Linked DNA regions of Mus musculus: region 2 is linked to region 1. A link is a contact called in public promoter capture Hi-C data. All regions are on one chromosome and are shown on one strand. Each heading gives the region's core, a stretch centred on a gene start, on an enhancer-like site or on the middle of the called end of the contact. The rest is flanking DNA. Distances are from core to core; before and after follow the strand shown. Region 1 has its middle 84 kb from the start of Gm31894. Region 2 holds the start of 1700012A03Rik (RIKEN cDNA 1700012A03 gene).

Evidence for each region. Promoter capture Hi-C pulls out the DNA fragments that hold promoters and counts their contacts.
Region 2: a promoter capture Hi-C map of hippocampal neurons shows a contact between it and region 1, with 2.2 times the contacts expected there. The contact joins the promoter of 1700012A03Rik here to the enhancer-like site in region 1. A contact is called at or near these places in 1 of 39 promoter capture datasets (hippocampal neurons), 5 of 484 Hi-C or Micro-C datasets (the HL-1 cell line, the N1E-115 cell line, embryonic stem cells and 2 more) and 1 of 9 other capture datasets (pancreatic islet).

Annotation. Positions count from the first base shown.
Region 1 is chr6:31,930,252-31,937,099 of GRCm38.p6, reverse strand. No RefSeq gene overlaps it. Among named protein-coding and RNA genes, the nearest start is that of Gm31894, 84 kb to the left of the region's middle. Within about 2 kb of position 3,544, at least 10 of the 459 cell types and tissues checked have an H3K27ac peak or open chromatin away from gene starts, as enhancers often do. A contact at or near this core is called in embryonic stem cells, hippocampal neurons and nephron progenitors, where this site is marked.
Region 2 is chr6:32,047,475-32,054,322 of GRCm38.p6, reverse strand. It overlaps 1700012A03Rik (RIKEN cDNA 1700012A03 gene), which reads right to left and starts at 4,035. Exons shown (of 3, transcript NM_029587.3): 1 at 3,952-4,035; 2 at 2,593-2,990. The coding sequence starts at 2,688.

The sequences.
Region 1 (6,848 bases), core at 2,295-4,794:
AATGAGAACTCTTCTTTGTCCCTTCTTCGGTCCCAGAGCTGTGGTGGGGCGGGGATATCCCAGGTGCATCTGCGAGGAAGCTTCCAGAGGGACCCAGAATGCTATTACTGAAGGCTAAATGTTCCGTGGCTAAAAGCTGCTGTAGCAATCTTGGCATCCACTCTGTTTGAATGGGTACATTACTGTAATGTCCCATTGCTGCCGTCAGCACGCAGAGGGCTGGGCTATTTGTAACCGCTGAGACGCCTGAGCAGCAACATAAAGATCAAATGGTAGAGACTTCCTCTGCCTCAGCTGAGACAACCAGGCTCAGGGCTTTGAATTTGGCCGGCCACCTACCTCAGAAGCTGTGGCCCAGGGCTTCTGGTGTGTGGGAGCGCTACGGGGAGAGGAGGGTGGTAAGACAGGGTGGGCTAGAGAGAGAAAATAAGGGGAGAGGGCAGAGGCAAGGTGTGGACCCAGGAGCGAAGACTTCGGCATAACTCCACCCCCACGCTCCTGAACCCTGTCCTGAAGCCACCATCTGCCCCCTATCCAGCCCCCTCTGCCCCTCAGATCAGGTCGATGACTTCAAGGTGTTCAGGAGAGCAGCTGCAGGTTTCTACCCCTGCTATCACACACAGAAGAAGATGCAAAACCAGTCGCTCCCCCAAGGTCCAATGTGGGTGCAGGGAGGGCTGGGGGACTTTTAGTGTTCTGGATGGAATTTAGAAGGTGAGAGGAGATGAAAATACGGTAGGAGGGATCAATATGTCAAGATCATGTTACCACGCACTCAAGGCTACTTCTGCCTTATGTGGCGTTAAACCTCCCCGCCCCACACACCACCACCACCACCACCACCCCACCCCGCCAAGTCGTTATGTGGTCTGGTTGTTCCTGTCCGTGGGTCCCCATCCACACCCTGGGAGTTCATATGAGCTTTGATCATGTTGATTTAAAGGGGCTTGTTTTCTTGGCCTCCTCTGTCCCCTCTGGCTCTTACCCCCTCTCTGCTTCCTCTTCCTCGGGGTTCCCTGGGGGGGGGGACTTGATGGAGACACCCCATGTAGGGATGAGTGCCTCTGATCTTCTCTATACACTGCCAGCTGACACCCTTATGGCTGTGTGGTGGTGTGTGATACCTCCCCTCCCCCGTTTACACACAGTCTCCTCTAGCCAGGCTGTGCCTTTCAGCCTAGGTGTGCTGGTGGCCACTTCACTTCTGTCCCTCCCGTGTCCTATCACATCACCAGGATTCTTCCCAACCCATACTCATCGAATTTACTTATTTGTGTGTGTGCACACACACATACACACACTTTTGTGCATGCACAAGTCCATGCACAACTGTACCCTGGTGCTTGTGTGGAGGCCAGAGAACAACTTAGAAAAATCATTTCTCTCTTTTGACCCATATGGGTCTGGTATTCAAACTCGGGCAGTCAGGCTTGGCAGCATCACCTGCTGAGCCACTTCACCAGTCCCTCATTCTTATATAATTATGGCAATTTATATACAGTGTAATGGTAATTACCTTAGCCAAGCCACTCTTGTGCAATATGGCAGCACTAAGTACAACTCTGGTGGTACACAAGCGCCATCACTATCTATACCCAAAGATTTCCGTCATCTATAACACAGCTAAACACTGCAAACTGTCAGTCCCCATTCCCTCTTCTGCGCTCCCCCATCATCCAAACTCTGCATCCTCCCTCTGTGGGTTTGACTTCCCTAGGACCCTCACCTGGGTAAACTCCGAGTCAATTCACCATCTCATGCCTGACTCATTTCACCTAGTGCAATGCTTCCAAGATCCATCCATGTTGTACCACATATCACTTTGCCGTACCAAATTTTCACTGATAGTCACATAGCCAATTAAGATCCCACTGTAAACCACACTTCTCCATTCATGCACCAGTGAGCGCCTAGATGATTCCAGGCTTCTAGCTATGGTGAATAATGAATGCTGCCGTAGACACAGGTGTAGGAGAAATTCCGTTCGAGTCTCTGCTTTCAGGTTTTCTGACTGTAAACTTAGGAATGGAAGCACTGGGCAGGTGCTATCTCCGCGTGTGTTTCTGAGGAGCTGCCAAAGTGTTTCCCAATGACGTCACACCATTTACACTGTCACCAGCCATGTGGGGCTCCAGTTTCCTCACGTCGGGACCAACACTTGCTAATTTCCTTTTATTTTTATTATTATAATTATGATGATGATGATTATGGTTATTCTTATAGATATGAATTTGATGATATAGGAGGAAGAGCTTGCAGGCTCCGCCTCTCTGTGATGATCTTGGAGGAGGAGCTTGCAGTCCCCGCCTTGGAGAAGGAGCTTGCAGTCCCCGCCAAGGAGCTTGCAGTCCCCCCCTCTCTGGAAATTTCATTCTAAGCTTGACTCCTCTCGACACAGAGGGCCCTTATTTGGATTGTCCTGACTTTTCAGCCCATTGAGTATAACCTATGTACTTTGAAGATTGACAGCTCCTGGAGGAGAGGAATTGTCTACCCATGGTTCTGAGTCCCATGGTCTCGTTCCCACTTAGCATGGGGAGAGGAGGGGAACCCTCAGGCAGCTAGCCCCACCTCATGAACCAAAGCAGACAATTGATCACTACCATCTACTTTGAACTGCACATTTCATTCCTCAGTCTAGCTGTCCCAGCCCTTCCTGTTGAAAGGACCTGGAAAACCGAATGACTTGAGGATAGCTTTTTGATACTTGGGAGTAAATAAATAAATAAATAGGATTGTTTGTTTACATTTAAGAACCCCAGAGCCCAGAGGTGATTAGAGGGGATACTGAAAGAATGAATTTAATCACAGAATCAAATCTCCAGAGAGGCGGGGCCTACAAGCTCCTCCTCATCCCCTCCTTTATGCTCCTCTGTGGACCTCAGCTGCAGAGTTGCTGCTGCCACACTCCCTGACATGTAACCACCATCAGCCTCTGCCCGCTGAAGGGCGTGGCTTCCCCTGGGGCGCCTGCGGAATTCAGGAATACTTGGTTACCTCATACAATCCAGCTAAAGTCACAAGCAAAGTTCTCAGCTGTTACCAAAACACCTAAAGCCCTAGCATTGCTAAGGGCACACGCTGCTGGGCCCTTAGGGGAGTTCAGGCTACTCCGAGAGAAAGCAATGGCGTGGGGGCAATGGCGGCTATGGTACCTGTGCGGTCATAGGAACAGCAGAAGGGCCCAGAAGCCCACTGACCAGAAATAGGCAGAGGCTAGAGAGTGGGTGCACACTCGGGGCTGCGGGGGAATGAAGCAGAGAGATCAACAGTAAATTCAACTGCGATAGGGCTGCCCCTACAATCGCCTCCTGGCTCCTTCTCTCCCCATCTCTCTCCCAGTCACTATCAAAGCAAAATTTATGAGGGGCTCCAGGCATTGGATATTCCTTGTATTTCAATCTAACTCTTTGCAATCTCAAGTGAACAGCTTGGCTGTCTCTGCCTGTCAGGGAATTTAAATTGCAGATGGGGTAGTGAACAGGCTGCCCTGCGCAGGAGCAGCCCCTCTGGTGAGCACCATCATCGCTTAGCAACGAGAAGTTTATGAGGCAGTGGAAAGTTCCACTCTGGAAAGTGCCCTTGACCCAGAGCATCTCCCAGGAAATGAGAGGAAGCTTCCCAGAGAAAGGCCCAGACAGATAGGAGGTCAGTTTGTGTCACAGCTGGGGTCAGGGAGCACAGCCGGGGGCGGAATCAGCTTCATTCTGCACAGCCATTGTGGAATGTGTCTTCTGTGACACGCAGTGTCTTCACCAGACTCCATGTCATCTTTGACATTCCATTGTTTCAGAGATTGTTTTCTAGCTAAACACGAAGTCTCTTCTCTGAGTCTCCTCCTACCTCACACGCCATCAACCAGTAAATATAGTAGTGAACAACACACACACACACACACACACACACAAACACACACAAATTGTCAACAAATACAAATAGCCAGTGCAAAAGAGAACCAGCCCACTGAATCTGCTCCTAGTTAGAGCTCAGTTCTCCATAGCATGTATATAATTATGAGGTCAGTCAAGCATCACCACACTTAACATTTTATTCTGGAAGTCACAATTGCCCCAAAGTACTCAAGCACATCGCCAAGGCATATCCTTCTGCTCAGATAATTGTCTTTGGGAATAAGAATGTGGGAAGCAGTAACCCTATGTGAATGGCTAGCAAATACTACAGATACTGATATTCCGTTGACTTTGGGTCATTGTATAACCCACATGCTCAACACAGGGAAAATCATCAGACACACCAAGCTCCAGCCTGAGTTTGGAAGACAATCAACGTATTTCTAGGTATTTGGTGTGGGTGAATTATATCTTCCCCTATAAAAAATATCTTGGAGTCCACCTGCATACTATAGAAGTGTTCTCATTTAGTAATAGGGTCTCTGTAGACAGAATTGATTTAGATAAAACTGTCTTTAGGATGAAGTAGGATGCCCAGTACGACTGATGCCCTTAGGAAAGGCAGAGCCACCATAAAATGGTGCAAAGATGCAAGAACACACACAATGATGGAGGCAGAGATGGGAAAACACGACAACAAGTAAAGGAAAGCAAGAATACAGAGGGTGGAAGAGGCGGCAATCTCTCTTGTAGGTCTTTGGAGGTACAATAGCCCTATGGACACTTTGGTCTTGACCTTCCAGTCTTCAGAAATGTGGGGCAATGCATTTCTAATGGTTTAAGTGGCCCCATTTGCATTCCTAGGAAATTAATCCAAAAGCTGGCATTCAGCTCAGCTGGTAAAGTAATCACCTAGTATGTATCTAAATATCACCTCTGGGGGGTAAATCTGAGAGCATCATAAACTGCAACATCAGCATTGGGGTAGGAGGATCAGGAGTTCAGGGTTAACTGCATAGCAAATTCCAAGCAGCCCGGCCTACAAGAGATCTTGTCTCAAAAGAGAAAGGGGGGGGGGGTGTAAAGTAACTAATCCAGATCCTCTGTCATTTTTCTGTTGAAGGGACCAGGATGATCCTATGTGGGCACAGCAGCACCTCGGGATGTAATAAAAATGGTCTGCATGAATGAAACCCTAGAAGAATGAAGACCAAAGTGTGGACACTGTGCCCCTTCTTAGAATTGGGAACAAAACACCCATGGAAGGAGTTACAGAGACAAAGTTTGGAGCTGAGACAAAAGGATGAACCATCTAGAGACTGCCTTATCTAGGGATCCACCCATAATCAGCTTCCAAACGCTGACACCACTGCATACACTAGCAAGATTTTGCTGAAAGGACCCAGATATAGCTGTCTCTTGTGAGTCTAGGCCGGGGCCTAGCAAACACATAAGTGGGTGGTGGGTGCTCACAGTCAGCAATTGGATGGATCACAGGGCCCCCAATGGAGGAGCTAGAGAAAGTATCCAAGGAGCTAAAGAGATCTGCAACCCTGTAGGTGCAACAACATTATGAACTAACCAGTACCCCGGAGCTCTTGACTCTAGCTACATATGTATCAAAAGATGGCCTAGTCGGCCATCACTGGAAAGAGAGGCCCATTGGACACACAAACTTTATATGCCCCAGTACAGGGGAACGCCAGGGCCAAAAGAATGGGAATGGGTGGGTAGGAAAGTGTGGGGGGGGGAAGGATATGGGTGACTTTTGGGATAGCATTGGAAATGTCATTGAGGAAAATACGTAATAAAAAAAAGGGGGGGGGAATGGTCTGCATGGGACAGAGTTGACAGCTGGGACTGTCCGATGTGACTCAGGATGCAGGGGCCTGGGTGAAGGCTGGGGCCTTGAATATCTTTGCTATTTGAAGCAAGGAAATGAATACTGTGTTTTCATGGCCCTGAGTGTTCAGTCAGGGGTGGAGCCGTCACCCTCACCTTATCCTCCTCAGATGCTGACTGGCCTGTCTTTTAGCCTGCACCGCCTCAGTGGAGGAATGAGCCTCTTCCAGGGCAAGCGCTACTCCTTATCCTTCTGTGTATCCCAGAGAGTGTCACATTATTAATAGTCGCCCAATTAATCTGTGGTAGATTGACACATGAGACACGAAAATACAAGAATCATAATTTCCCCAGAATATAACCAGGAGAAGTCAGACTTAGCCCCCTGCATCTCTGAGTTATTACCGCTGTGACATCAGTAACTTACTGGCATGTGGATAATTGTAGCTTTCCATTTAACTAATTCAGAATATGTTTATATGAGGTACTTGACCTCATATTCCTGGTGAACAATGCTTGCATAAATGAATGAGAGAATGTGTGTGTGCATATACACAAATACATACAACCATATATGTACACACACACACATACACACACACACACACACACACACACACACACACACACACGCGAGGATCTGGGGAGAAATGCCACTCAATAATGAAGATCTGACTTCTCAAAACTCAAAAACAAAAACCTCTGACCATCTCTGGTTAGTCTCCCGTCTGTTAGGTCTCTGAGTGTCCCATCTTCAGCTGCTTTCACAGTCAGAGATCTTCACAAAGACCTTGAGCTGTCAGCCACACTCAGCCCCAGCAGAGCTCTGGGTCAGCCCACCTCCTCTAGAGAGTCTTGCTACCTTATCGTTAATGCCCCTCAGCATCAAGACTCATGACAACCCATCCAATCAGGGACTTGGCCACCAGTAGTCATCTCCAAAAGAAAGGGAAACCCAAGTGGAGGTTTGCCTGAATGTCAGGGAGAGCAGAGCCTCACCAGCCAGTTGTAATGGGCGTAATAAGGCCACTTGAAGTACTTATTAAGTGTTGTCAGCATATTGCAAGATTTCTCTTTTCATATTGCACCTACCTGGCCTCTGGAAAATGATGGTGATATCTCTACCTGACTGGATCACAAACAGATGTCCTTTGC
Region 2 (6,848 bases), core at 2,786-5,285, 120 kb before region 1:
AAAAAATAAAAATAAACAAAAAATGTTAAAAAAAAAAAAAAAGAATCTTGCATGAGTAACTGAGTACTGCCTGACCCAAATACAAGGTGAAGGAGGTAGAGGTGAATAGGCCCTGCAAAGACTTTCCATGACTCTCACTTCCTTGACAGTGTCCTTTGTAAGGTAAAGGCAGTATTGGGAGAGAACCCAGAGCCTAACAACCTGGTTCCGCTGCTCTAAGAGTATGCTTAGTCACACCCCTATTGGGTCCCCTTCCTAGGCTACACAGTCCTGTGTTCACTGAACTGTGGGTCACTCCAACAACAACATTTTTTTTTTATGTAATTGAGCAGTTGCCATTCTGAAGGGACAGTCTTGACCTAGGCATGTTGTTCACTTGATGGAGGCCTATTTATTCTTTGGTCATTGTGTCCTCTCCTTTTTATCCCTTTCTTGTGGTTTGGATATAAAATGTAAACCTGTGTGTCAACTTCAACAGTCATTCTCATTGACAAGCTTGAATTCCAGACCTGAACTCCAAAATGGAATGGAGGATTGGAACACTTAGGGTGCTGGGAACAGGAGACAGTGCTGAGAACCAGTGTACCAATCCTTTATACACTGTTCTTTATGATGTGGGCAAATATGTAGCCCTCACTAGTTAGGCATGACCTTAGTTTCATTTGCTTATCTAAACTGATGACTGATGCTTTGTTCATGGGACTCATAGGAAGAAAGTCACATGCCAAGTAAGTGCCTGGAAGACACTATGGCACATAGTGTTTTTTGAGGAGCAGAGTTCCAAATGCCACTGGACACTGTGCCCTCCAAGCTGACATTCATTGTCCTCTTGTGGGGTTGCCTAGGTTACCTTTCTTACCACTGTGACTCAGCATCTGACAGACACCTCCCTAAAGGAGGAAGGGTTTATTTTGGTACCCAGTTTAGAGAGGATTCAGTCTCTCACGGCTGAGAAGGTAGGACAGCAGTAGACAGCTACATCATGGTGGGAAAGTGGAGCTAGGGATTCTCATCTCCACCCAATAGGAAGCCCAGCCATTAACCTCAAGACCTAGCACACAGTGATGAATCTACCTCCTCCAGCACGGCTCCACCTCTTAAAGTTCCCACCATCACCTAAGACAGCATCACCAGCAGGGACCCAAGTCTTCAAACACATGAGCCCTTGGGAGACATTTTACATCCAAACCACAAAAGAGGGATAAAAACAAGAGGCCCCAATGATCAAGGCCACCGTCAAGTGGGTAACATGCTTGGGTCAAGGCTATTCCTTCAGAATGGCAACTGCTAAAATACACCAAATAAACAAATGAACAAAAAAAGGGAAGTGAAGGTGATCCAAGCAAAATTGTCCCTGGAAATGGGGTAGGGTGGTCTTGCCACTCATGTGACTTCTGTCCTTGGCCCAGAGATCATATGACCATCCTTCTGGAGGCTGTTGGAAAGGAAGGGGCAGGCTCTTCCTGGGGTTCTGCTCTTGCTACACCAGAGGGCCCAATGCTGACATGCTCCAGGCTGCTTGCCAGCTTTGGGCTTTTTCCTCAGACCTTTACAAGACATCCTTTGAAATTTATCTAATGGATGGGAGAACTGACACGGGCAGCTTGGACCGGCTCAAAGTCACAGCATGAATGTGCGTCAGGCTTGGGGCCAGACCCTCCACTCCCACTGTTGTCCTGAGGTTCTCCAGCCTGCCTGCTCCCCATCCCACCTCCTAAACATTCATTTCTCTGGTCTAACAAGGCTGCTCCTGCTCTTTGGCTCTGCTTACTTTAATATACACATAGATTACAGCTACATTAAAGGAGCCTGAAAATACCAAAGCAGAACTAAAGCAATTATTATAATGCAGCCTTAACAGCAGCTGTAATGAGACAGAATTAAAAATGTGCCAGCATAATCACAATCCGCTGTTCCCAACGACCTTCCAGAACTGCCTTCATTTGGAAAGAAACATCCAGTCCTGAACTGTCAGATGGAAAGGAAAAATTCAATTGTGCTGCCCCATGGGACCAAGTCCCTGGCCACCAAATCTGGCTCCTCCACACAAAGGCATCTGTCCTGAAGCTGCCACTGTGGGTTACTAGCCATTTGCTCATGGCGGGCAGAGGAGAGGGACATGGATGGGGGGCTGGTGTTCTTTCCATGGCACCAAGGATGGTTTATTCTGCTTCCATTTCCTTGCTGCTGAGGCTAACTGTGCCACACTGGAGGGGATTCAAGTCTGCTTAGCATCTCACTCCGCTTTCTCATGGCACGTGCTATGTGTCACAGATTATACTAACTCATGCTTCATGCTACTACAGTTATCCCACAATAACCCTGAGACGTCTGTTGGCTTACCCCTCTACTTTATGAACAAGGAAACAGAAACTTAGAGACACTTGTGTGGCCATTCAGAGCCAGGACCCAAAGCCTTGTCTTCAAAGTCTGGGAGATTGTTTCTCATGATTTTCTAGAGCCTCTTGCCCAGAGGAAGTCAAAGAGAAAGATATCTCAATGCATTTTACGTTACTCGTTTTGATGTGAGGGCCCAGGCTGGAGGGGACAAGGGAAGTTGAGGATAAAGTAAGGAAAGGAAACAGGAAGTACCTCAGTGGAAAGCTCCTGAAGGTCAACGCACCCTTGCCAGGAGGCATGGACACGTGAATGAATAACAGTGTATGCTCGTCTCATGTCAGTATCCATGGTCCTTCCAGAGAGTTCAGCAATGAGGAAGCGAAGTGTCAGGTGACAAAGGAGCCAGGAGGTGAAGCAAGATGAAGGGTGGGCTTCTCTTCTCAGGTTACTCTTGGGACCACTCAAATATGGTGACTTGGCTGTTCGTTCACTAACCTCAAATTAAGCTTCCTGGCTCCACAGCCATAAGTAAACCTGACCGACCACTCACATCACTCATGCTTGGCTTACTTTGGAGTCTCCTGGAAGTTGCTTTGGGTTTGGTTTTCATAGTTCTACTTCAACATCTCTCCAGGTGAGTCGGTCCCCACCTATACAGTTGGACAGAAGTGATACAGACAGTAGGAGTGAGGGTGATGAGCTATTATTCCTTTGTCCTCGTCTAACTGGGCAAGCTACAACACCAGGCAGTCAGGCTTTTTGTTTTTGTTTTCTGTGCTTTGTTTTCTTACTCCAGCCCTACACAGGCAATGTTCTACAATACTAATGCTACAAACAATGCCCTGTGCAACCTAGTGCAAAAACAAAACCATCTCCCTACCGCTGGGCATACTGCACAGGTGTTGTGAGTTCACAGTGTCTCTCTGCAGCTGACCTGGACTTTGGCCAAATATTTGCCCAAGTCTCTTCTTAACCCCACCTACCATAGCTCCCCACTTGAGGTAACCAATGGCAAGAGTTCCTTGTAGCATAATAACTGCACAAAAGCTCATTGCCATTTCTGGGGACCTGATGTCCAAAGCTTATTGCAAACTCAACTGTTTTCTATAGTGAGATGGCTGGTCCCCAGCTCACCCTGCATCCAAGGCACACAGTGTCCTGGAATCTAGCCACGTTTGTCAGCTTCTCTGGTTGCCTTGGCTGCGGGAATGAGGTTCTTAGCAAGAAATCTTTCCTAGCTCCAACCAGTGGACCATCACAGACTCTTTGTGACCGTCATTCTTCACTTCCCATTCCCATTTTATAGAGTAAGAACATAGCATATGTATCCATTTGATTTAAAGAGATCAGCATCCTGTGCCCAAGGATTTAGAGTAGCAGAAACCCTCATCCTGAGGTCAGATGTGATCCCTGCTTCTATTGGTTTGTGTCTGTTGGTCCTGCTTCTACTCTTTTGTGTCAACAGACAGAGATGCTTATAGTCTGACGTATCTCATCCCAACTTCCAGGTCAAGATGAGTTTCCTTAAAAGGTCGGGGCATGACACCCCAAGCAAGGAGGGTTAAGAACTCTACAGGGTAAACTGAGGGAATTTGTTGTCAATTTTCTTGCCTGGTTTCCAGAGAGGAAAGAGGAGCCCATCCTCTAGCTGTAAAGGAGGGTCTGTACTTCAGCGGTGAGTGGCAGGCTCAGGGTGGGGAGAAATCTCTATGTGCTTAGAGTCACCATCAGCCAACTGACACATCTGTGCTATGACATCAAGAGTTGACTGAAGACAGGGCAATTCATCTTCATGGAGATTGTTGCTAAGGCTTGCATTTCAAATGTATGAGAAAGTTGTGACCGTTTGAAGAAATAGAAACAAACAACAAAAATGCCCCACACAAAAGGATTTAGTTATCTAATACGTTTTTATTGCTGTTTGTTGGTTTTGCTGACTTGAGATGGGCCTCCCTCTGTAGTTCTCTTTGTCTTTTCTGGAACTCCCTGTATGGCCATAATGTATAGATAGCAATCTTACCTCCTCAACTTCCAGAGTGCTAGCATTCTAAGTGCAAGGGAGTCTGATGGAAACTTGCACACAGGGAACAGACCAACAAACAGCATCCGAGAGGCCTTTTTCAAGCTCTGAGCAGCCCCTGCTTGTCCCCAGCCCAACTCTGGGTTTTTGCATTGGTTTTCAGACCCCTTGGGTACAGGCAGTTCCAGGCAGCTCCAGCCAGAATCTCTTCTCCTACCTCCAGGCGCTAATGAGATGCAGAGAGGGGTCTGCAGTCCTGATGGAGTCCTTTGCAACTTTTGTTGCTGCTGCTTTTGAAAATATCTTTCTCTAGTCCTCTGCCAACAGTTTGTTAGCACGTGGCCTGGGTGAGTGAGTGGTTTTTTTAGCCCTCAAGACAGTATGATGCTCTCCTCATCTCCTCAGCCTCCAGTAGAGACATCTCCAGATTTTTGTCCACTGTGTCCCTAGGCAGATGCTCTGGAGCCTCTCCAACAGCTCCTGACACATATACACCAGACCCCTCCCTGGCCCCAAGTCCAGGGAGCCAGGTGTTAAATCCCATACTCCACAGAAGCAGTCTTTCCCCATCTGTCTTGCAAAGGTGTGAATGGGTTGACAGAAGATGAAGAAGGGGGGTGGGGGAAGGAGCGAAACTAGCATCCCTAGCAACCCCTCCCATTAGAACAACACCATCAAAACACACACACACACATACACACTCACACACATGTGCACAATTAGTCAGCCAACATCAACCATAGCCATAGCCAACAAACTAACTCCAGACCACCTCCCACTCTGGGGTGTCTAGAAAGAGTTAAATTTGGACTCTGGCCTCAGCTGACCCAATATGAGACTCTTCATTCTCAGTACATAAACATCCTTTTGCAATTATTGCCAGTCAGCCTCAGTTTTCCAGAAGAGCAATATGCCTGTTCATACCACCTGTAACTTAACACCCAGCTCACACAGGACCATTTCTTTTCATGAGACTCAGTAGAGTTAAGCTTTCAAGTGGGCCCTTCTAGGCAGGTGTTTCTGGCTTTATCTGCATAGCCACGATGATCAGCCACCTACCTACTCCAGGAAGGCAGCGTCTGCCTCTATGTGGCTTCCCCTCTTCCCTGCCTTTGCTAATAAAGTTCTCAAACACACACTTCTGCTTCTCAAGCAAGCTACAATAAACCAGCCACATGCCATGAGCCACATGTGTACTGTTTGCCCAAAGCAGAGTACTCCCTAGCCAGGGTCACCTCATCCTGACCACCTCCCACTTCTGGACACGTATCCCATTCTCCTGAACCTCACTGGGCATTCATCTTCACTGTTCCATGTCGGCACATGTCTCCTCATATCCCTCTCTTTCTTCACTTATACAATAATGACGTGCTTCATCCTGAGTTAGTGGGGAGCTCGGGCTTCGGGGGAATTCTGCCTAAAATACATTTTACAATATTTATTTTGTGGCGTTGGTTCTATTTGGGCGAGTGTTTACATAGCATGCTTCCTTCATTTCTTCTTACCGCAAATTCTCGGCATCTATCTTGCAAAGGTGTGAACGGACTTGACAAAGCACAGAGAAAGGAAGAGAACAGAAATAATCTGCATGTTCTTACTGCCACGTCACAGCCACTATGTGCATACAGTCCACATATACCCCTCTACACACACACACACATACACATACACACACACACACACACACACACACACACACACACACACACACACACATTTAGCCAGTCAAGATACAGCATGGGCTAACACTTAAGGTCCAAAGAGAAACTACAGTTTATATGGTTCTTATAAATGGCATACCTTTTAGATTCAAACTCTCTTTTAAAATGCAAGTTTAATGAATGTCTGTCACTGCTAACCCTAATGCGTTTGGATCTGTTTATGGGACCGTATTGTGTAGTTACAACTATTTGGATAGAAACTCCTCAGCAGATCTCTCAAGCTTCTGCAGATTTTTCTGAGCATGCCCAGAAGACAAGGATCTGACTGCCCATGGCCTGGGTCTTTTCTCAGGGTTGCATTTGTACCAAAAAATCTTACAGAATTAGGCCATGGCTCCCTCTGGGACCCACTGGCAAGCTTGCCTCTTGCTATTAAAAAACAAAAAAGTAGATTCCCCAGTCTCAGCTTTCCTCAGCCGCAACACAAGCCCAGCACACTTACCACATCAGTATAGGCATTCCCATGGGGCATAGGGCACAAAGGGAACCCAGGCTCTTGTATGGTGCTCATGCTGATTGCTGTGTATGAGTTTCAGAACCCTTTATCTCCATCCCATATAAAACTCAGGAGTTTCATGCTTCCTGGAAGCTAGTAAGAAGCTAACATAGTACCCTCTGGTTAATCCCAGATCCCTCACAGACCTGACAGTCACTCCAATGGTTCTTTCTCCATATTTTCTCATAGCATGCTTCTCTCAGACTAAGTCAGCTTTATCTTATTTGGTATATCTGCTGTTTCCAGAGGAATACATTCAATCTCTCTGTTC